Linked DNA regions of Mus musculus: regions 1, 2, 3, 4 and 6 are each linked to region 5. Evidence: chromatin contacts called from public Hi-C and promoter capture Hi-C data. All regions are on one chromosome and are shown on one strand. Each heading gives the region's core, a stretch centred on a gene start, on an enhancer-like site or on the middle of the called end of the contact. The rest is flanking DNA. Distances are from core to core; before and after follow the strand shown. Region 1 holds the start of Os9 (amplified in osteosarcoma). Region 2 holds the start of Atp23 (ATP23 metallopeptidase and ATP synthase assembly factor homolog). Region 3 holds the start of Ctdsp2 (CTD (carboxy-terminal domain, RNA polymerase II, polypeptide A) small phosphatase 2). Region 4 holds the start of B4galnt1 (beta-1,4-N-acetyl-galactosaminyl transferase 1). Region 5 holds the start of Usp15 (ubiquitin specific peptidase 15). Region 6 holds the start of Helb (helicase (DNA) B).

What was found. Promoter capture Hi-C pulls out the DNA fragments that hold promoters and counts their contacts. A called contact is a pair of places that touch in the nucleus more often than the background predicts.
Region 1: a promoter capture Hi-C map of pre-B cells shows a contact between it and region 5. The contact joins the promoter of Os9 here to the promoter of Usp15 in region 5. A contact is called at or near these places in 4 of 39 promoter capture datasets (the C10 cell line, cranial neural crest, pre-B cells and 1 more).
Region 2: a contact with region 5 is called in a promoter capture Hi-C map of pre-B cells. The contact joins the promoter of Atp23 here to the promoter of Usp15 in region 5. A contact is called at or near these places in 7 of 39 promoter capture datasets (the C10 cell line, the HPC-7 cell line, cranial neural crest and 4 more) and 2 of 484 Hi-C or Micro-C datasets (both in the G1E-ER4 cell line).
Region 3: a contact with region 5 is called in a promoter capture Hi-C map of pre-B cells. The contact joins the promoter of Ctdsp2 here to the promoter of Usp15 in region 5. A contact is called at or near these places in 4 of 39 promoter capture datasets (cranial neural crest, frontonasal cranial neural crest, maxillary cranial neural crest and 1 more) and 1 of 484 Hi-C or Micro-C datasets (the G1E-ER4 cell line).
Region 4: a promoter capture Hi-C map of pre-B cells shows a contact between it and region 5. The contact joins the promoter of B4galnt1 here to the promoter of Usp15 in region 5. A contact is called at or near these places in 1 of 39 promoter capture datasets (pre-B cells) and 1 of 484 Hi-C or Micro-C datasets (pre-B cells).
Region 6: a Hi-C map of B cells shows a contact between it and region 5, with 5 read pairs. The contact joins the promoter of Helb here to the promoter of Usp15 in region 5.

The regions. Positions count from the first base shown.
Region 1 is chr10:127,119,306-127,123,084 of GRCm38.p6, reverse strand. It overlaps Os9 (amplified in osteosarcoma), which reads left to right and starts at 1,925. Exons shown (of 15, transcript NM_001171026.1): 1 at 1,925-2,128; 2 at 2,540-2,716; 3 at 3,418-3,481; 4 at 3,606-3,682. The coding sequence starts at 1,967.
Region 2 is chr10:126,899,569-126,903,304 of GRCm38.p6, reverse strand. Atp23 (ATP23 metallopeptidase and ATP synthase assembly factor homolog) reads left to right here and starts at 1,934. Exons shown (of 6, transcript NM_001159559.1): 1 at 1,934-2,203; 2 at 3,679-3,724. The coding sequence starts at 2,017.
Region 3 is chr10:126,977,156-126,981,155 of GRCm38.p6, reverse strand. It overlaps Ctdsp2 (CTD (carboxy-terminal domain, RNA polymerase II, polypeptide A) small phosphatase 2), which reads right to left and starts at 2,439. Exons shown (of 8, transcript NM_001113470.1): 1 at 1,855-2,439. The coding sequence starts at 1,918. Gm40798 (a long non-coding RNA gene) reads left to right here and starts at 3,636. Exons shown (of 2, transcript XR_872169.3): 1 at 3,636-4,000.
Region 4 is chr10:127,162,846-127,166,435 of GRCm38.p6, reverse strand. It overlaps B4galnt1 (beta-1,4-N-acetyl-galactosaminyl transferase 1), which reads right to left and starts at 1,280. Exons shown (of 11, transcript NM_008080.5): 1 at 917-1,280; 2 at 214-432. The coding sequence starts at 431. Gm51819 (a long non-coding RNA gene) reads right to left here. Exons shown (of 3, transcript XR_003949045.1): 3 at 2,753-2,771.
Region 5 is chr10:123,194,655-123,198,616 of GRCm38.p6, reverse strand. Usp15 (ubiquitin specific peptidase 15) reads left to right here and starts at 1,598. Exons shown (of 22, transcript NM_027604.4): 1 at 1,598-1,790. The coding sequence starts at 1,702. Gm4129 (a long non-coding RNA gene) reads right to left here. Exons shown (of 3, transcript XR_003949042.1): 1 at 1,607-3,962.
Region 6 is chr10:120,111,027-120,114,688 of GRCm38.p6, reverse strand. It overlaps Helb (helicase (DNA) B), which reads left to right and starts at 1,724. Exons shown (of 13, transcript NM_080446.2): 1 at 1,724-2,004; 2 at 3,461-3,662. The coding sequence starts at 1,827.

The DNA.
Region 1 (3,779 bases), core at 676-3,175, 3.9 Mb before region 5:
AGGACATTTATTTGGCTTATGCTTCCACGCCACTGTTCATCACTGAAGGAAGTCAGACAGGGGAGGAACCTGGAGGCAGTAGCTGATGCAGAGACCATGCTGGGTTGCTGCTTACTGGCTTGCTCAGCCTGCTTTCTTATAGAATCCTGGCCCATCCGCCCAGGGATGGCTCCACCCACCATGGGCTGGGCTACATTCACTAATCAAGAAAATGTCCTATGGGCTGGACTACAGCCTGATCTTGTGGAGGCATTTTCTCAGCGGAGCACCTTTCTCTCAGATGACTCTAGCTTGTGTCACACTGACATAAAACTGCCCTGATGAGTTGAAATGACAGATTGTCGGCTGAGCTAGATTTTTCTATGAACTCAGGCCTACACCAAAACACTTTTCCATCTACCCCTGCCTCTTCCACCCCAGGCATCTCTCTAGCCTCCAATTTGCTTTTTCCTTTCTGACTTGCTTGTTTTGGTTTCTTTCTTGTGTATTAAGGATTTCCCTTAGATAGATAACTGTGCTTGGCTTTCCGAGTTTTTAACTGTGAGGTCTTATGAAGATCTGATCGAAAAGTCTGTGTGCAGGCACATAACCCAAGGTGTTAAAAGCAGGATATGTGTCTGTGTATCTTTTAGATTTTCCCCTGGCGTGGTGAGCTTCCCCGCAGAAATTTTCCAATGGTATATAATGTCTCTCGTTTGCCGTTGTCTAGGAATTGATATTCTCAGGGTTGCTAATTCAGTTACCGTCTGTTTCCAGCTTCATTTCCCTTTTGTTTTTACAGGTTTTCCCTTACAGTCTGGACAAACAGACACTTTACCCACATACCCAAGACCCAGCCCAACTTTAACCAGAAGGCCCTTATTTTTAGTTCTTCCTTCTCCTCTCCCCTGCCTTCCTCCTCCTTGTCTCCTCCTCCTCCTCCTCCTCCTCCTCCTCAAAGATTGCTATTCATAAGCTGGGCTGGCTCCTACTGTTCATCTTTTTGCCTCAGCTTATAATTATAGGCATCTACCTCCACTGTTGGCTCCATTATTATTTCTTCTTCTTTTGAGACAGAGTCTTATGTATTCCAGGCTTGAACCCAACTCTATGTAGCCAAGGATGACTGCTTGGATTCCAGGTGTGTACACCAACTGTGATGCAGCTTGAACCCTGCTAAGCCAGTGTCTGTGTGTATTTGAGAGTGTGACTCAAATATCGAAGGCTGGTCTCAAACTCACAATATGGAAGAGGATGACCTTGAATTATTGAGCCTCCTGCCTCTGTGTCATGAGTGTCGGGATTACAGGCATGCACTACCACACTCTCCTTCTTAAAATAATTTTATTGGAGGGCAAATTCAGGTTTTGACACAGATTATTTGGTTGTTGGTAATATATTATCATATATGTGTATATAAAAATATGTACATGTATATTTGTGTGTATATAAATGTAAATATGTACATAATTATATATGTACATACATAAATATCTGTGCGATATATGTATATTTTTATGAAGAAGCATGCTTCTGTATAGTATATTTTGAAAAGATATTAAGTAACTTCCAAAAATATCCCCCGCACTCACCATCCGCTTCAATATTCTGCCCGATGGAGATGCCATACATTGCAAGAAATATATGAAAAATAGTAAGAAGGTTTATTTCCGACAGCTGGGGATGAGACAACAGGCAAAAGAACACAGCCACATACCACACCTCAGGATTAAGGAGCGAGGAGGGGAGGGGCCCAATCTCGCCGATGATTGGTTGTTGCTCTTGGCCAATCAGAAACAGCTATTGATTTTTACTAACAATGCGACCCGCCTCCCTGGAGGCTTTGACGCCACGTTTACAAATGAGGATGCGTTACGTAAGAGAGAGCTCCCGGACAGCCAATGAAAGCTTGGGGCGCTAATGGGCGGGTGAGGCCGCTGCCAGGTTTGGGGCGGAAGGGACATCTCTAGCAGAGACGGAGCGGAAGATGGCGGCGGAGGTGCTGCTGTCCAGTCTGTTGGGATTGCTATTTCTAGGGCTCCTGTTACCTGCGCGTCTGACGGGCGGTGTCGGGAGCCTGAATTTGGAGGAGCTGAGTGAGATGCGTTATGGCATCCAGATCTTGCCGTTGCCTGTCATGGGAGGGCAGGTAAGGGGTGTGGGGCGAGGTGAGGGTCCTGTGCAAGAGGAAGGGGCGCACGGTGGAGGAGGAAGGGCAACTGCGCACCGGGCTCGGGAGAATGGGGGAATGGAGAAGGGATGGTGGTGTTCCTGCGGTCCTGCTGGGAATGGCAGGCAGACCCATCCTCGGAGACCAGGCACCGACAGGGGTAGGGCTCCCCACTGTAGACCTTAGTTCCCCAGGTCGTAGTGAAATCACTGGGACCCCGCCGGGTGGGGAAGCGAGAACGCCCTCTCCTCCGCTCAGCCGGGGCAGCTGGAGGACTTGTGGCTTATTCTCTCTTCCACTGGGCACGTCCCCAGGGTCTGAAGAGGGATCTCGTTGTTCTTGGTCCCAGCCTCTGCCTCCCTGCCCCTCTTCCCGACCCTTCTTTCCCAGAGCCAAGCTTCAGACGTGGTGGTTGTGTCTTCAAAGTACAAACAGCGCTATGAGTGCCGCCTACCAGCTGGAGCTATTCACTTCCAACGTGAAAGAGAGGAGGAGACGCCTGCTTACCAGGGGCCCGGGATCCCTGAATTGTTGAGCCCAATGAGAGATGCCCCTTGTTTGCTGAAGGTGAAAGGAACTGGGGTGGGCGGAGGGAAGGCTTGGGAACCGGAATGGAGGCCAGTGGGAGTTAAAGGGCCATTGGTGTACTAGATATGTTTGGGGGGGGGGGAGCGTGGGGGGTGGGGTGGGGGCGTGCAAAGCAAAGACTCTGCTGAATGTAGGGAAAGGTTAAGATAGAAGATCTCAAAATAGGTTAAACCAACATCAGAAGGACGGTGGTGGGACCAGAAGAGCTGGAGCCTACCTGTAAAGTCACCTCCTGCTCCTATTGCTCATTACCTCAGGATGCCATTGTATTCCACGAAGTTCAGTGAATACTTGAACCTGTGGGAGTCCTCATCCAAGTGCTTCAAGGATACCATGATTTCTTATCTTTATGGAGGGCAGGGAATGATTTATGCCTGTGATCCCAGGTGGGTCACAGAGCATCATAGCCCTGTCTGAGAAGAAAGAAGAAAGAAGAAGAAAGAAGAGAAGAAGAAAAGAAGAAGAAAGGGCATGGGTGGGGATCAGTTATACTTTAGATGTGCGTCTCCAGCCACGAAAAGAAAACAGCTGTCCCTTCTCACAGAGTCGAGAATGCGGGAGGGGAGAGAAAAAGGGAGGTGAGAACTAAATGACAGGTTATATATCTCGGAGCCAGGAGACTGTGGTTTCACAAGGAGATCATTTTCTTGCCTCCTGATTGTTCCTTTTTCCACTATCAGACCAAGGACTGGTGGACATATGAATTCTGTTATGGACGTCATATCCAGCAGTACCATATGGAAGGTGAATCGCTCCTACACTCCCCCTAAGCCTTCATGACCCTGTGTGGTTGGTAACCTTCCCTCCCAGTCCTCCCTTCTAGGCCTCATCATGAGAATAGTGGGCTTTACTGTGGTTTCCCTTACAGACTCGGAGATCAAAGGTGACGTCCTCTATCTTGGCCACTACCAGTCCTCCTTCAACTGGGACGACGAAACAGCCAAGGTGACTGGGGTGTGGGGTTGGATTGGGGACCGGCTGAGCGGCAGATAGAGGGCCCAGGCAACAGGGAGGGTCACATTGAGCTGGTGTGCCTCTTGGG
Region 2 (3,736 bases), core at 685-3,184, 3.7 Mb before region 5:
AGACAAGTCTTATAAGGACAACATGTAATTGGGGCTGGCTTACAGATTCAGAGGTTCAGTCCATTATCATCAAGGCAGGACTTGGCAGCATCCAGGCAGGTATGGTGTAGGAGGAGCTGAGAGTTCTACATCTTCATCTGAAGGCTGCTAGTGGAAGACTGACTTCCAGACAGCTAGAACTAGGGTATTAAAGCCCACACCCACAGTGACACACGCACTCCAACAGGGCCATACCTTCTAAAAGTGCCACTCCCTGGGCCAAGCACATACAGAGCATCACATTTCACTCCCTGGCCCCCACAGGCTATTCAAACACACGAGTCTATGGGGGCCATATATAGCCAAAGCACAATGCAAAATACATTTAGTCCAACTTCAAAAGCCCCCCCCCCCCGAGTCTGTAGCAGTCTCAACAATGTAAAAGTCCAAAGTTCAAAGTCTCTTCTGAGATCCATCTAATCACTTAACTGTAATCCCCAAACCAAGACAGGAAATCAGCTGGGCAAACTCTAAACTCTGCATCTCCATGTCTGATGTGAAAGTGGTCTTGTGTCACCCAGCCTGGCCTTGACCTTGCTATGTAGCTTAGGATCACACTGAATCTTTGATCCTCCTGTCTTTACCTCCCCAGGGCTGTTGTTACAGGCACATGTTGCCACTGTCTGCTTGTGTGGTGCTGGGCGTAGAACCCAGCACTTCATGTGTATCAATCAGGCAAGCGCTCTCTCAACTGAGTAACACCTTCAGCCTTCTTCTGTAGCTGGGCAAGTTCTATCTGCAAATTAGGGTTGATACTATTTTGCAAGGTTGTCATGAGGACTGGTAATAATGTACATATGTGGACCTTGATAAAAAGAATCTAATCTTTGGCTTATGGCTTTATTAGTCTGTAAGTGCAGGCGCTCATATTTGTATAATATTCCAAGCGAGTGATGCCTTCTGCTTCCCATTCAACTCTTGTTTACGGAGCACCGTGACCCCTAAGTGCTGTTCACAAGGCATTGCATGCCTATTTTTCTTGGACATTTGTCCTCGTTTTCTCCAACTCTACCATCCTGCCTGGCCCGTGGGAGCAGGTGTTTAGCAGTGTGAGCTGAGCTGAATAATTTAGTGAGGAAAGAAACACACACACACACACACACACACTACGTAAAAGCTGGAAGTCTGTCATGAGAGCACTAACACGGACAAAGTGCCTTAAACTGCAGATCTGGCAACATTAATTTTGAGTAAGTGTGCTGGTGGACTCTGATTATGGGAACTGAGGAAAAAGCCTTTTTTTTTTTTTTTTAAGATTTATATATAAATACATTGTAGCTGTCTTCATAAACACCAGAAGAGGGTGTCAAATTACAGATGGTTGTGAGTCACGATGTGGGTGCTGGGATTTGAACTCAGGACCTTCGGAAGAGCAGTCAGTGTTCTTAACCGCTGAGCCATCTTTCCAACCACCCCCTTCTTTTTAAAAGATTTATTTTATTATATGAGTACACTGTAGCTGTTTCCAGACACACAAGAGGGCATCAGATCCCATTACAGATGGTTGTGAGCCACCATGTGGTTACTGGGAATTGAACTCATGACCTTTGGACGAGCAGTCAGTGCTCTTATCCACTGAGCCATCTCTCCAGACCCAAGATGTGTGTATCTTATTTCTGAGCAAGAGGAGGGTTGATGAATGGGTCCCCAGGAGCCACATTTTGATGAGACCAACCAGTCTTTGAAATATCCAAGCGTTTCTGAAAACACTGCCTTTAATTCGGTGTGAGTGGGTAGCGGGAATAAGAGAAACAGCAGGTGAGGGAGTGGGAGGATGGTTGAGGTGCAGAAGGCAATATAGTGGCCAGCATCGGCGGTCGCGAGGCACCGCCCATCAGCCCCGCCCACCGACCACGCCTACCAAGCCCCGCCCACGAGCTGCACGCCGCGTCTCCTTCGTGCTGGCCCGCGGAGCGTGCGCCGGCGGCGGAAGCGGCTGTCCTAGGTCGAGCGGGCAGGAGGAGGCTTGCGGGCCTCATGGCAGGAGCTCCGGGCGGCGGCGAGCTCGGCCCTGCGGCTGGCGAGCCACTGCTGCAGCGACCCGACTCTGGCCAGGGCTCGCCTGAGCCGCCGGCCCACGGGAAGCCCCAGCAGGGCTTCCTCTCCAGCCTCTTCACCCGGGACCAGAGTTGTCCGCTCATGCTCCAGAAGACGCTGGATACCAGTAAGAGCCGCGACCTGGAGGCTGGGGTCGGGGTGGCACAGGACCCGGGGGGTGAGGAAGGGCCCGGACGTGCCCCCACTGATCCCGGACTGCACTGCAGCCCTAGGGCTGCGTGGGCGGGAGGGGGCGTGGGCCTCCGCCCCACTCGCGCTTCTGAAGGCCTGGGCTGGGAGTCTGCCCTCCTGGGTCACACTCACCAGTTTCTTATGTAAGTTTTGCAGCGGCACGGGCTCTAGGGTGCAGGTGAGAGCTGGAAAGAGCTCCATTCATTAATAAGGCAGCTCTACTTCTGGCTATGCACCCCTTCCCTGGGGTGGGGGTGGGGTGGGCGATTCTTTAACCTTCAGTCACTGCAGTAGGAACTGTGGAGAATGCTAGAATAGGAACTTTTGAAAACCCTCGTGTTTATGCACCTAAGTGCATTTTTCTAGGGAGAGTTCCTAGCTTCATCATAGTCTCTAAGAAGCCTGTGACATCTAAGAGGTTTATTATTGCCGCGGGTCACCCAGGCACACTGGCTCCCACTGAGCAATTTATCTCCAGTCCCGGGACACTGCCTTGCTCCTCTGCATCTGCAGATTGCCTGTCTACCTCAGATTTATTTAGGAAAGTAAGATTTAAATGTATTCGACCCTCCAAATAGTTACTATTTTATAGCAGAATTGGTCATAATTCAATCATCAACTGATCAAAGATTTTACTGTCTTCTTTTTAAAGCTTTTTTTTTTTTGATTTCTTTATTTTTGTGTGTGATTGTCTCGCCTGCATGTGTGTCTGCGCACTCTCTGCATTCCTGGTGTCCAGGACTGTGAGCTACTATGCAGGTGCTGGGGAACTCACCCTGGGTTCTCAGCGAGAGCAACAAGTGCTACTAACCACTGAGCCATCTTTTTAGCTCCCTTCCTCCCTCCCTCCTTTCCTCTCCCTCCTCAGAGGTGAGAACTGAACCTAAGACCTTGTGCTTACCAGGCAAGGCCCTACCACTGGGCTCAATCCCTAAGCCACCGTTCTTCTCTCTTACTGGCCATAGACTCACACATTTCTGCTTGCTAACCCTCATTGAAGAACTTTGGTGGGCAGGTCCCATTGGGCTGTGGTACTCAGAGCGAGGCATGGTGCTACCACAGAGAGCAGTGTAGGCGCTGCCTTCCTCCAGTCTAGGTTCTATGCTGGTTTGTTTTTCTAACCGTGGCCCAGGATGCCCATGTTCTCCTAACACGGGCCCTAATGCGAAGCGTTTAGTCACTTTAGCAAAACCAACTTTCGGTATAAAGATACATGGGGGCGCCATTTTAGTGTTTGTATTTATGTTCTATTTCGTCATGACTTGATTTAATTGGCGCTAATTTACACGTTTTATTCCCATTTTAGACTCTGGTTTAAGATAGTGTTTGTGAGTTGTTTTGTGGTGCCTGTTGCTTGGGTGCACTAATTGCTGCTACATCTTCTAATGAGCATACTTAATGTCTTTGTAGATCCATATGTCAAACTTCTACTTGATGCTATGAAACACTCAGGTTGGTAAGTAAATCT
Region 3 (4,000 bases), core at 1,190-3,689, 3.8 Mb before region 5:
CTGCTCTGCTCTCCGCTGCCTGTCACTCATCCTGCCGGATTAAACTTCAGCTCTGATTTGCTCAGTGCAGCTACAGCACAGTCCCGAGTCTTCTTATCCCGATGTGGCCCGCCACCCTCAAGACACCTAGGAGACCCTGCAGGGCGCACAGGTGGGAAGGAGGCACACGCCATGCCGGCTTCTTGTCACTACCCCCTCCTCTTATGTCCTTTCCCATCCTGAAGCGTGGGTCCTATTCCTGGGATGAGGCTGCAACGGGAACTGAACCCTGGCAGTAACTGATAAACACAGGCAGCCTCCCTTTGCGGCGCTCAGCACTGCTGAGAGGCCAGCAGGAGAGGAGGTGAACTTGCTGCGCCGCCGATCTCACAGCTGGGTCAGTGATGCAGTTAGAACAGGGGACCCTGGCAAAGAGGAGGGGCAGGCAGGGCTTCGGCTCTCCTCAGTGCAGTCTGCTTCAGAAGGCCAAGAAACACGCACCGCTCCCCTTCCCCCAACCTAACAAGGAATTCCAGAGAGCCTGGGACACCAGCCCAGCTGCTCTGCCCCTAGGCTAAGGCAAGTTGGGTAGACTCCTTGGGAAGTGAACCCCAGGAAAAAGTGACCTGCTGCTTAGTATTAGTAGGGGATGACTACACCCAGGCCCCACAGCTGGCCTCCTTCCAGGCTCTAGGTCTCAGTCTACTCAATTGTGGCACGGGCCTTTTATGCCCCTCCGGAATAGAAAGAAAGGGCTGCAGCGCCTGAGATCTGGTTCCAAGAGCGTGCTCGCCTCTCAGCCTCTGAGCCAAGTGGCCACAGTCCTGGGAGTTCTCTAGAAAAAGAAAAAGGAGGGAGGGGGGCAACACTAGTCCTTACTCTGGGCGGAAATTTCTACCAGCTATCTTGAACACAATGCTCAAGGCCAGATGAACATAGGGGAGAGGAGAGTTTCAGGGGACCCCACTGTGATCAAACCGAGCAATCCCATTTTCCCAGCCCCAATCTCCTCCCCGCCCCCGCGGGAGGCTGAGGCCTCCGCTTCGCTCCCCAAGCACACCCCAGATAGGGCCTGCCTGCGGACGTCCCTGTTTGCTTCAATCCGACGACCTCCCCCTGCAATCGGGGTGGGGGGTCGCGAGCCTCTGCCCACAGACAAACTCGCACTTTTTCGCTGCGCGATTCAGAAACACGCTGGGTCTGATGCCATCCGGCGAATTATGTAACCAGGGACACCGCTCCCGGGCTAAACAAACGCGGCTGTGTCTGTGCAGCGGCGGCCCCGGGGGAGCGCACGGGGCAGGGAGGGGCTCCGGCCGGGCCTCGGGTCCGGCTTGTTTGCTCCGCCGAGCCGCGAAGAGAGTCCCGCGCCCGGCAGTGACCGCGGCCCTCCCCCCTCCCCCACCACCGCCCCCGCCTCGGGCCGGTGAACTTCGTCCCGAGTCCCCGCGCCGCCACCGCCGAGCTCCCGGGCATCCCGGTCCTGCGTGAAAACTCCGGTCCCGGTGGCGTTCCAGCTCGGGACCCCTCGTACCCTCCCCAGAGCCCCGGGGCAGGCGCGCAGCGGTGGTGGGTGGGGGAGGAGTGACCACTCCATCTCCGCGGCTCGGGTGGGGGCGGCGCGGGTGGCCTGGCGCGACGCGCGCCCTCCCGAGCCTCTGACTGCCCCCGGGGGGGGAGGGGTGGCCGGACGGGTGACAGCTGCGCGGATGACACCCTCCCGCCCGGCGCTGGCAGCCGGGGCCTCGCTCAGCCCCCACCGGGGTCCGAGAGCCCGACGGGTGCGCGAGGACCGACGGACCCCGGGTCCAGCCGGATCCTCCGCCCCCTCCCCGTTCGGGGGCGACACAAAGTTTTGGGAAGTTGCGCCCCTACCTTGCTTGGTGAGCACCAGGGCGTCTTCCCTCCGCGCCTGGGTGATGATGGAGCCGTGTTCCATCTAACAATCCCGCGGGCCCGGGCTGGCTGGGCGGGAGGACGCGCGGGCGGGCGCGCAGGCGGGCTGGGCTGGGGGGCCTGGGCGGGGGCCCGTCGGGCTCCGGCTCCCGAGACTCCGACTCCCGCAGCTGTTCACATCCCCCTCGCGTTTCCTCCCCGGGCCGGGAAGGGAGGCGGCCTGCACAGAGGGCGGGCGGGCCAGGCGGCGGCTTCCCCGGTGCCCCCAGCCCCGATCCCCCGGTGGCAGCTCCGGGCTCCTCAGTTTGGGTCCAACATGGAGAATCCGGAGCGAAAACAAGAGGAGGAAATGGGACACGGGGCGGTTTCCAGGCTCCCCCCTCCCCTCCGTACTCCAGATAAACAACCCGCGGCTGCAGCGCCCACCCCCGCGCTCCTCCCAGATCTTGGGCCGGCCTCTTCGCCGCCTGCCGGCGCGTTCCGCTCCAGGCCAGCGTCCTAGGCCCCGGGACCCTCCTCCGGCGAGCAGCGGGGGCCGCGGACCCTGCAGAGGTTTGCTATTTTCTTACGGAAAAAGCGAATCCCCGAGGGGGGTGGGGTGGCGGGCGGGCAGGCTGGCGGGGGAGACTTGAAACCGCTCCGGCACTCCGATTGGCCCGCTCGCAGAAAGGGGGCGTGGCCCCTCCTTACTATGCGGTGCAAGGACCCAACAACATTCCAGTCGCCACGGCCACGCCCCCGGGCCACTCCCCGCTTGCTGGGCTGCGGCCTCCTGGTCCTCTCGGCCACACCCCCTTCCCAACTACTTAAAAAGGCCACTCCAACGCTCCGCTTTCCGTGCTCGGTGCTGGGGTGTTTGTGTTTCCGACGCTTTACTCCAAGAAGGCTCAATGGTTCCGCCCTACGAAACCTGGGGAAAAATGGAGAAGCCAGATTGGGTTCGAGGCAGTTACGGTATTTCCTGCTTAGAGCCCAGTGCCTTATATAAGAATACCGCTGATATGTACCTGGGAAGGAGTGTGTAGGGGGCGGAACCGAGACTCCAGAGTGTGAGGAATGGAACTGACCTCTGGAAATGACACCTTATGTATTAAGGCCACCTTAGGTGCCAGCCCCTCCCACTCAGGCATCTACCCTATCCTCCCAGTCCAGCTCCCCCTCCCACCCCCAACTCCCATCTCATGGTTCCATCCTCAGTTTGAGGAGGATAGAGGTGCTTAGTGGACCCAGAAAGCTCTCCCTCATTTTTTAGGCCCAGGCTCAGGTTTGAACTCCCAAACTTAAGGTTTCTCAGGAAGGGTTTCTCCACTTGTCTGCTAGGAGTAGCAGCTCCAAAGAAGCAGTTTTAACTCTGTATCGGGTTGTTGTAAAAATTGTATGCTGTATATGCACCCCATTGCACCTGAAGGAGGTCTCTTCTATCCTTCCACAGTGGGCTCTGGGAATCAAACTCGGCTTTCCTGGGAAGCGCTCTTACTGGCTAAACCATCCCATTGACCCATTTCAAATGCTTTTTGGTGATGGATGAGTTACTATGATTCAAGGCCATAGTTCCTGGGGAATGGGGGGTGGGGGGCACCTGGTGGCTTTCCTACTGCAGTCCTCATAGCTAGACATTTGTGTCTCTTCATCTTGTCCAAGTAGGTCATAACCTACAAGGCACTATCATCATATGTATATATCCTATGTTCCTTACAAGTGCGAATGTTTCTACACACACACACACTGCTCTTTTTTCCCCTTTTTTCCCCCTTTTCTTTCTTCTTTTTTTTTTTTTTTTTTTTTTTTACATAACACCATTTTAATGAAAATGCTGTTTTTCTAAAATGAATGTGACTGTTAGAGAGGATCTGAATGATGCTTATGTAACCTCAAACCCTGAGTCTGGGTAGATTCTAATTCATTAAAGGAAAGGAAGCCGGGGGAGTTCTGACATATTTGCCTCCCACCTTTAAAACAATGGGATCTGTAAGGACTGTCTCAGCCGGTTGCTAAGGGACCTTGTTGGACTTTGACCCTGTGCTCCAGCTAGGCGGTTCCCTGCCAAGGCCTGCTCTCTTGTCCGTTGGATGACACTTCTCTCCTGTTCATTTCCTCTTCCATAGATAGTTTCTCCCCTGTAATA
Region 4 (3,590 bases), core at 31-2,530, 4.0 Mb before region 5:
CGGCGACAAGGTTGAGGAGGATAGATTTGCCGCGCCCCTGTCTCCCCCCCAGTTCAAGCTTCGGTAGCCCTCTCCACCTCCCTGATAACTGCACCCAACCAGTCAGCAGTAAGCAGCGTCCGAGTCTAGCACTGGAGGAAACAAAAGCTCCCCGGCCACCCCCTCCAGCATGTTCTGCGCTGTCGCCGCCGCCACGCCGCGGTCCGCACTCACCCCACCACTTGCTCCTTGATCCTGACCGGGATGTGTGCGTAGCGAGGCTCAGGGGCAAGGTCTAGCAGATCGAGTCTCGGGGGACCTTGTGGGGGCGACCACAATGCCAGAGGGTTCGGGAGACTTGGCGCGTTTCGGGTGCTGGAGTACAGGAGACCCAGCGAGGCGCAGGCGAGCAGCAAGACTAGCGCATAGAGGGCCCGGCGGTCTAGCCGCATCCTGATATGGGGGAGGGTGAGAGGTGACCAGGCTCTCAGAGAACGTGAGGGCCGGGACTCTGGACCCCGCCGCCTCCGAGGCTCGCGCAGGTACCCAAGGCCAGCCATCTCCGCTCCGCACGGCGCGCACCCCTTCCCTCATGCTCACGCCAAAGGTCTCCCGGCCTCCTTTCTTCCGCCTCTCTCTCGCCTCTGGGCTTCCGCATACACCCAAGGCTTGCCGTGGTGACATGCAGTATCTTGGGTGCGCAGCCCTCGGGGACCCCACCCCCACCCCACGGGCAGCAGCCGGGCCAGGGTGCTGCGGAGGGGCGGCTGTACTGCACCTGGCGGGTCAGGGAAGGCACGGTGTCGCGCCCGCGCTCGCGGGTGCCCGGCCTCGGTGACCCTCGGGTGGCCTCGTTGAGCCACGGGCACGATGCGCGAGGCCAGGAGGACGCCGCTCCTGCCCACACCTCGGCCGCCGGGCGTGCCAGCGCACTGACCTGTCTAACGTTCTAAGGCCGCGGCAGGATCGCGGTCCGGGCAGTGCCCGGTTCTCCGCCCCGGCCGGGGGGTCCTCATGAGGCCGGCGACGGCCTGATGCGGGAGCTGGGCGGGAGGGAGCCCGACAGTGTCGGGGATCCGACTCCTCCCGCCTGCGGACTCCGGGGCTTTGTAGACCGCAGCGCGGGGGTGGTTCTGAACGTTTCCTGCCGGGGTGAACTGGATCGTAAATCCGCCGCGCCCCAGCCCCAGCGACAAAGCGGGGAAGCCCTGGCACCGCGTCGCGCTCCCAGGCAGCCGAGGGCTCAGGCCTCCGCCCGGCTCTCACACCGCAGCGCAGCGCCGCTCCCGGGCTGGCTGCGGCACAGGCTCGGGCTCTGAGCGGGGATGGCGAGCTCCGCGGCGCCGTCTGGCGGACGCGGAGAAGATTGCTTAGGCGATGAGCCCTCCCGGGAAGGTCCCCCCTTTTCACATCCCTTCGTCCCCAAACCGCGGTGTCTAAGATGCCAGTTCCCGGTCCCCGCCATTTCCCCACTCGTTCACAGTGTAGCCCCAGGAAGGGCGATTGGGTTCAGTATGCGGTCTAACCTCATTTCAAGGAACACTTGGATGGGGAAGATGAAATAAATAAAACCAGCCAGCCCTGGAGGTGAACACTGCCTCACGAGCAACAAAGACAGCGGCCTCTCTCTGACCTCTTGGCTCCGAATTCCAGCCATCAACCGAGGCAAGCCGTTACTCAATGGCCGGCCTACTTCCCCTAACTGCTTCTTGGTACAGACTTGAAGAGGAACCGCAGAAAGTGGCCAGATGGACAGTGAAGTAGGCCATAGGTGGCTTGATTCCCGACACTGACCAGAAACAAAGTCCTGTGGTTCTCAGAAGGATCAAAATTGAATAGAAAAATAGGTAAAACATAATGAAAAATGTGTCTGGGGGTTGGGGCTGTAGATAAGCAATATTGAATGAACTGTGTGTGTGTGTTGGGGAGAAGAGGGAAAACCCACCCTTAAACCAGAAGTTTCAGATCAAATGCTAAAAGTAGAATTACAAAACCTTTAAAATAAATCAAGGGCTTTTTTTCCTTTACAGTCGGAAGAGATCCCCTAAGCAAGAGGCGAAGGGAAATATTAGTAAACCTGTCTATATAAAACACTTACTGGAGAGATGGCTCAGCAGTTAAGAGCACTGGCTGGTCTTCCAAAGGACCTGGGTTCAATTCCCAGCACCCACATGGCAGCTTACAACAATAATTCCAGTTCCCGGGCGTCTGGATACCCCTTCACAGACCCACATGTAGATAGAATATTATTGTAAATAGGAATAAATTTATTTACAAAACACTTGATAGACATCGGGTGTAGAATGCAAAGTTAGGTTTTTATTACTGTGCCCAAGAACTCCGTGAATCAAAATGATCTTTGTAACCGGTCAACTCCCTGCCCGAGGACAGATACGCCACGATTCTCTGGAAGCTGTTACCCGTATCAGATAGCAAGCCACATGCGTTCACTTTTCTAGGGGATCACAGGGAGTTGAGAGGTAGGTAGGAGGAAGTATGTCAGGATGTATGCTTGCTTCCATCTGACCAAGGCATAGCCTGTGAGTTAGCCCTTTATAATCACCTGGCCATTGTAGCTGGTGGCCATTTTCTAGGAACCCTGGAGTGGACTGGCCAGAGTCCATCATCCTGGCTAGTATTAAAGCTTGCTTCAAATTTTGTTCAAAAATTGTGGCAGTCATCTTATTCTTGACTGGTAGAATCAAAACCGACGTGGCGCATGCCTTTCTTAACACCGTGGAGTCAGGAGCTGAGGAGTTAGCAGGTTTGGTCTGGTCTAAGTAAGTGAGACCCTGTCAGAAAGCCAACAGTTGGGTTGGGGGATATGGCTTAGTGGTTAAGAGCTTTTCTCCCTCTTCTAGAGGACCCAAGTTTGATTCGAAGCACCCATGTTGAGTGGCTCATAACTGCGCACTAGGAGACTTTGTGCCCTCTTCTGGTCTCCTCAGGCTCTCTCTCTCTCTCTCTCTCCCCCTCTCTCTCTCTTCTCTCTCTCTCTCTCTCACACACACAGCACACACATGCAGACACACGCACAAGTGTTGAAGATTAACCTCATTGAGAGAATGGTATTTTGAGATTTTTCATATATTGTTTCCCTACGCATGGAAATATCTTGTGAAGCACACACACACACACACATATGTTCTTCATACATGTGCGTACATGTGTCCGTGTGTTAGGATGTGGTGGTTTGGATGAAGAGGCTCCTCAATTGGCTGAGATATTTGAGCACCTGGTCTCCAGGTGATGTCACTGTTGGATGGAGAAGGCACCTTACAGGAGGAAGCGCGTCCTTATGGCTGGGCTCTGAGAGTTCAGAGCCTCAGCCCACTTCCTGTCCTCTCTCTAGTGGGTTTTGTCAGCTGAGGTGTGATCTCTCTCTCAGTCTCCTGCTCCTCCTGCCTTGCCTCCCCACCACAGTGAGCTCATCTCCATCTGAAATCACACGCTCTAACACAAGCGCTGGAGGGAGCAGGGCGGTTTGAGTTATGCCACCTACCTAACCAGTTTTCATTTTCCTCCTGCTGAGCATTCCGCTGAGCCTCAGCCTACTTCCTGTCCTCTCTCTAGTGGGTTTTGTCAGCTGAGGTGTGATCTCTCTCTCAGTC
Region 5 (3,962 bases), core at 349-2,848:
CACCGGTTGTGCTAGTTGTTTTCTATTGCTGCAACAAAGCATTCTGACCAAAGGCAACTTAGGAAAGAAAGGGTCTGGGTGGCTTACGCTAGGGGAAGGTCACAGCCAGAGCTCAACAGGAACCCAGAGCAGAGTACGTGGACGGACACTGCTTTTTATGGCTTGCTCAGCTTGTTTTCTTACACAACTCAGGACCACCTGCCCACAGTGGGTTTACCACACCGATCGTTAAACAAGAAAATGCTCCACTGACTCATCACAGGCTACTCTAAGGGAGGCAATCCCATAATTAAGGTTCCCCTCTTTCCAAGTGACTTTAGTTTCTGTCAAGCTGACAAACCCTAACCAGGGAAACACTGCTTTCTCTTGGATGGGCCAGCAGTCCTCACTAATGCAGGCACCCCCTTCCTTACTGAGTTTCCCACCAAAACTAGGAGGCTTAAAAAATGGAGAGACCATTGCCCATCCTTTAACTTGTCACCTACTGTTCTACTGAGGTAGCCGTCTTCATTCTTAGAAACAGCAGTTTTGCCTTAGTTAATTTTGAAACGTTTGCCTCAAATGGTGTAGAATGGTACTAGACCATTAAACCGCAGTGCACACACACACACACACACACACACACACACACACACACGCACACACACGCACACACACGCACACTCACACGCCAAATTATAAAGAGAACTTAGTTGCAGCTTTTACGGAGTTTGTATCTTAATTCAGCCTTTCATGGAGGTACTGAGTACTGGGGATTTGAAATCTGTGCGATAACCTTGCACTTCCAGTTGCCGTGTGACCTTGGCATTTGATTTTTAAGAGGCTCAATTTCCCCGTTTGTAATTGTTGCCTTCAAATGCAGCTTGTATTATCGAGTCTAACTTTAGGCATATACAACCATGAAATTTAATCTAGGGGAATGCTAATTTGACGCCCATGAGGTTTCTCCCACGTTTCTAACCCCCTTCAGTACCTGGCCTTATTCAATACATCTTTAACTGCTTGTTCACCTAGAAACTGGGACATGTTTTGCACTGCAGCTAACGTGTGTGTGTGTGTGTGTGTGTGTGTGTGTGTGTGTGTGTGTGTCCACGCGCGCTAGGAGGCGTCACAAAGAGCTTATGAAAGGTAGAAGTCCCTACAGACAGCAAGCATGGGAGAGCTGGGAAGAACCTAGGAAGGGCACTGCGCCCAAACCTTTGGTTTCAGAGCCCTCTTTGTGCCAATATTCAGTGGGCTTGGGCTCTGCGGCTGGAAAGGAAAAGCCCCAAGTCACGGAACTGCGCGCTTTCTGCCATGTCCCAGCCGGCCCCGCCCTCCAGTAGGAGTGAACCCGCAAAAACATGGGTTTGGAGGCGGCTGCGGCAAGAAAAGGGCCAGCATGGCAAGGAGAGTCCGAGCAGGGCAGGGCAAAGGCAGGGAGAGAAAGCGCGGCACCCGGTGAGAACCGTGCAAACTCAGAGGTCTGGGGCGGCGGCGGCGACCACGCCGTGCTGCGGGGCGTGCGGGGACCCGAGGGGGCAGCAGGGCGCAGGCGCGCACCCGCCGCGCTCCCCGCCGAGCCACGCCCCCAGACCCCCGCCCTCGCGCCCCATTTGGTACAGACCTGCCGGCGGGGCGGGGCCGGGGACGCCATTCCCACAATGCTCCGGGGCGTGCCGCCGCCGTCGCCGCCGCCTCCGCTACGGCTAGTGGAAGAAGATGGCGGAAGGCGGAGCGGCGGACCTGGACACCCAGCGTTCTGACATCGCGACGCTGCTCAAAACCTCGCTCCGGAAAGGGGACACCTGGTAGGGAACGGGGTCGCGGGGCCCGCGGGGGCCCGAGGCTGGCGGAGAGCTGGGCGGGAGCGGTGGGCTGGTGTCGCCGGCTGGTGACAGGTGCGGACAGGTCCGGCGGCGGCCGCTCAGGCAGCAGATTTTGGGGGCAAAGGTTGGACCGGCGCAGAGGGCCGGGGCTCGCGGTGGGCGGTGCGCGCCCGGGGCTGCGCGGAAGCGGCGGCCGGGGCTCGCGGGGCTCCGGGTCCTCCTCCCTCCGGCAGTGCCGCTCCCACTTGGGGCCTTGGCGGAGCCCGGGTGCAGTGGCTCGGCGTGAGCCTGCCTGCCGCTGGTTTTTTTTTTTTTTTTTTTTTTTTTTTTTTTTTTTTTGACAGATCCCGGTCGCGCCGCTCCTCCTCGCTCGCCCGCCGCGCTTCTCTGGTCACTCCTTCCCCGGCGTCGTCCGCACCCAAGTTCCCCATTATTCCGATCCTTGTAGTCTTCCGGGAGCCGGGCTTCAGGATGTTTGCGGCGGGGACCACACAGGTGGTGTGTGTCAGGGCTCCGCTGAAAAGGAAACCCCTAATTTCCACTTCCTTGTCAAAAAGGAGGGAGCGGTGTAGGGACCTTGTTTTTTTAATTTTTTTTTCTTGAGAGAGAGAGAGAGAGAGAGAGAGAGAGAGAGAGAGAGAGAGAGAGAGAGAGAGGCACCACGTGGTCCTGTGCTTTGCTCCTGGCTCGATAGGAGCCGGCAGCGCTTCTGTTTGGAAGTGCAGCCCTTCCCTCCGGTTTGAAGGATAACGTAGGCCTGCAGAAAGTAGATAAGTCCACTTGAAGCTTAAAGGCTTGCTCATATTCAAACTTGTAAAATGCCAAAATAAGAGGGTACTGTACCTAAATAACTAGAGGAAGCATGTACAAAATTTAACACTCGTCAGCCAAAGCAGTTAACTTACAGAATTATTTAAATAAAGGGAAAGTTCTGTTTTAGGGGAAGGGCAGTGTGCCTGTGTGTTCTTTCGTTCTTTCTTTCTTTCTTTCTTTCTTCCTAAGTTACTTTTCCTTCCTTCTGTCTCCGTACTAGTGGTTTATAGCGTCTCAAGTGCCTGTTAGGTACTCCAGTGTGGCTAGTGGAAAGAGACTTAAGACCTGATTTATTCACAGTTCTCAAGTGCTTGTTAGGCACTCCAGTGTGGCGCGGTGGAAAGAGACTTAGACCTGATTTATTCACAGGTCCACCTCATACTTTGCAGTGTGACTTGGAAGCAAATTCATCCAAGCCATTGAGCCTCCGCATCTCCATCTGTTCAAAGAGCAATAACGATGTTATTGTGTTTGCTCTATATTAATTCAGCTAAATATTCTGAACTATCTGGTATTCATGAAATACTAAGTTTTAGTGATCTTTTTTATTTCTGCCATTAATTCCAGACAAGTGCTGTGGGGTTGGAATCATTTTCGAGTTAGCTAATAGGCGACAGCTGGGGGACCTGAATTGAAGTTCTTGGATCCTTAGTTTGTAAGACGGCAAACACTTTGTGTAATTAAGAACCTTGATGATGGAAAACACACTTGTTGCATTACAGCCTTGCAGAGGCTTAAGTCATTATTGCTTATAGTCTGCTTTTGTTTTTCTTACGGAGTTTATTGCTGAGAAGAAATCGGGCATTCCCTAGAACACCTATGCTCCCCTTGGCCTGTGCGATCTTAACAGATAAATTCAAGCTTCTTCTCTCTGGTATATTGAAGAACATTTTTTAAAAACCAATTCACTCATTTATTGTATCATACAAATATAAATATGACTACCGATAAAATAGAAATATTTTTTAGAATGTGGATAGTTTTCTCACTAATGTTTTTCTGTTGAGTAATATCACGTATAATTGGTGTTCATGGTAATATATGATTTAAGAAATACCTGTATTGTGGATATTAAACTACTTTTAAAGTTGGTTATTTTTAAGCGAGTATATTTTTCTTGACAGTTACCGTAAACCACGTCAAAATGTACAAGTTAAGTCTATACTTGGGTTGTTACAATGCCTTAATTTCAAGAAAGAACTTAAGTCCAGTTTTTAGGCAGCAGCTAAATATGCAAGTTTTACCTCCTTGTTAATTTTCTATTTTGTGTAAATCAGTGGTTCTCAACATTCCTAATGATGCTGCCTTTTAATACAGTTCTTCATGCTGATTCTGCTACTA
Region 6 (3,662 bases), core at 475-2,974, 3.1 Mb after region 5:
CAAAGCTCATGGGCTGGAGACGTTCAAGACAAGGGGAGGGGTGTGCTAGCCTTATCCTGTAACTGGCTGGGGCTAAGGGATGCAGGGAGAACCTGGCAGCCAGGTAGCATTGATATGTTAAATAGGCAACTAAGTAAGACAATTGTCTCCAGTTGGTTACTGGTAGTAATTCAAACTGTGTAGCAGAGCCTTGGAAACAAAGTTTTCCTCCCAGGAATATTTACCAATATACCTTAGGGGAAGATTAGTTCAGTTTTTCTCAAAACACATTATACCACAGTCCCTCTACATCTGTGGGGGGGGTGATTTCTGACCTCCTCAGATACTAGGGAAAATGCTATAGAGAGGGATAGAGAGATGGCTCTAACTGCTCTTCCAGAGATAGGTCCATTCCCAGCACCCACGTGACAACTAAGTATACAGCCTGGAAGTTTTGCTTTGGGTATGCAGAGTGCACAGACACATATGCTAGCAAAAAAAAAAAAAAAAAAAAAAAACCTCACGCACATGAAAAAAAAAGGAATCTAAAAGAAAGATGCCTGTGCGTATTCGTTATGGTTGATCCTATGCACGTGACATTTGGGTATGACAAATGCCTTTATTAGAAACCAGCAACACAGCTTTGGGGTTTAATAAAAACATAGTTTTTAGGATTAACGTTAGGATAATTACATAATAAACAATAACCTTAAAGTAAAATAGTATTTTATAGCGCCCCTTAAAGGGCACCGCGACTTTTAAACACTATCCATCTAGAGAACCGCGGCCGCAGTATTCAGCTTTTGTTCTTTTTTTTTTCTTTTCTTCTTTTTTTCTTTCGAGACAGGGTTTCTCTGTATAGCCCTGGCTGTCCTGGAACTCACTTTGTAGACCAGGCTGGCCTCGAACTCAGAAATCTGCCTGCCTCTGCCTCCCTAGTGCTGGGATTAAAGGCATGCGCCACCAAGCCCGGCTGTTCTTTTTTTTTCTATCTCAAGTCTGCATATTCTCTGGGCTACAAGTCCCCACCTTTTGCTTTACTGAAAACAGGAACTAGGGCGGTGGACCTAGAGTGTGTTCCAGGTCAGCCAGGGCTACACAGAGAAACCCTATCTCGAAAAAACAACAAAACAAAACAAAACAAAACAAAACAAAACAAAACAAAACAAAAAGAAGTCGAGGAGAGTAGTATATAAACGGGAAAGAAAGCCAGTGGTTTCCAAAGCGGGAAAAGCATAAAAATGGACAACCCAGGTCATGCATTAAAAATGAGAAAGTACATCACAACTTTAACTCCCAATGCAGAGGATATATACAAAGGGACCTAGTTATCTACTTGGATAAATGCCCTCCCTACATGATGTAAATTCAACTTCTCCGCGGCGCTTTTACGTGTAAGGAGGCACCTAGCCGTCGCCACCACGCTCTCCGGATTGGAGATTCACTCTTTTGGGTAGTGCCCCAAGGTCTTTAGAGGCCTCTGCTGTGTTCTTTTTAAGAGAGCGGGCAGAGGATGCCCTGCTTTCCCGGGGTTCTCTGCGCCCAAGAGTCGTGACCTTTCACCACGTCTCCTTCTCCGCAGGAAACGCCCAGCACCTCTAAAAAGAGCAGTTCTGAAACTGTCAGCAGCCAGCCCGCCGTGGTACCTCCCAGCCTGCTGGTCCCGCCTGTCACCAGTCTCCTCCTTTGGGGCGGAGCATCGCTCAGACCACGCCCCCATACCGCCCGCCTCCTGGATGTTCCCGGAAGCTGACCGGCTTACCCGGGTCGAGTTGATTGGTTGCAGTTTTGGACACCGCGCGCCAGGTTTTGTAGAGTTGTTTTGAGCCAAGTTCGCCGAAGAGATAATGGCTAGGCAGGATCGTCTGCGCGAGCTCCTGGGCCCTCTGCACCCGTACAAGAGCGACGACGAGGAGGAGGATTGTGCGCAGGAGGAGGAGGGGGAGCAGGAGGAGGAGTTTGTGGATGCCGAGGAACTCTGCAGCGGGGGCATCAAGGCGGGCAGCCTCCCTGGGCGCGCGCGAGGTGAGCCAGCGCCAGCCGGGCCGGGTTGGCAGGGGTCAAAGAAGTATTTTCGATTCTCACTGCCCGGCACCCAGCGTCCTTGACTGTTGACAGACAGACCTGTGGTGTGACTGGCTGCTTCACCGTACTTAGATGTGGTAGTAATAGTCGTAATGACTCAGAGCACATACTGTGTTAAGCTTGGTTTTTTCATATATCGTCTCGCTTAAAGTTAACAGTTGGGGGTAGTTTTACAGTCGAGGAAATAGATGCACCCTCATTCCCACCCAGAAACAGAATCCTTTAATTATTGTACCACGCTGGCTGAATAAGAGACGGAGTTGCTGTTAAGCAACTTTGAGAAAAAGAGCAAGCGCGCGGAAACACACGGCCACACACACACACACACACACACTCACATACACACAGATTTACACATATACATACACACATACATAAACACACTCATACACATTTACACACATACACTTACACATACATATACATGCCCACACATTCACACATACATGTTCATACACACACACACACACACACACATTGTATTTTCATGGTCTAGTACAGTAATAGCTGCTGACCAGGACCATGTGTGGCAACTGACCATTGGCAATTTAAACACAACTTTGGCTGTGTTTGAAATTAAATAGAAAGGATTACATGTTGATGGAAGTGTAACTGGCTATCCTGGCCAAGCATTTGCTACTGGGACAGGCCAGGGAGAGAAAATGGCGAAGTTGCTGTCTCAGTGGAAATACTACTTGTGAATTAAGCAGCCATTTTGGTTTTTTTTTTTTTTTGAGATTTATTTATTTTGTGTACATGAGTGCTCTATCTGCATCTATACCTGCATACCAGAAGAGGGCATCAGATCCCATTATAGATGATTGCGAACCACCATGTGGTTGCTGGGAATTGAATTCAGGACCTCTGGCAGAGCAGCCAGTGCTCTTGGCTGAGCCATCATGTCTATAGCACCTAGGCAGACATTCTTTAATCAGAGAAGTAACCCCAACTTAGTACTTAGTACCAGACAGCACTTGGAGAAGTGACATTCATGAGATGCAGACACGGCTTTGCTAAAGAAGTCCGCTGAGCTGAGCTCTGTGGTAACTGTAGGAACTGGCCAGGAGCAGCATGTACCTCTGAGTAACTTCATGCAGAGGGAGGCACCATGGAAAATTCTTTAAGACCTACATAAAGGCTGATACTGGCTAAGGCGGCGGTAATAGGGAGACTGGATTTAGAAGAATCAGATTCATGGCTTGAATTGTGCCTACTTCAGCAACACCCAGATGGAGCAGCATTCTGTTGTAGACAGAGTCAGTCAGAGTGAGGTGTTCCAGGTAGCGGGTAGATGTCTGTATGGGTGCTGCCTGTGTGTATGTGTGAGGGGATCAGAGTGAGGTAAATGTCGAGGGAAATCATAACAAATTTCCTGTTATCTCCCCTTCTCATTTAGTGTCTATCCCTGATGAGTATACTAAAGAGAAATGTACCGTGTACGGACGTTTCCCACTCAAAGGTCCGTGGTGGCGCGTGAAGGTCCAGGTCCTGAAACCCCAGCGATCCAGGAGCTATCAAGTTCAAGGCTTTCCGGCATACTTTCTACAGGTTGATATGTCGCCACCAGATCAAAAACAAATCTGTTCGCTTTTTCTTAA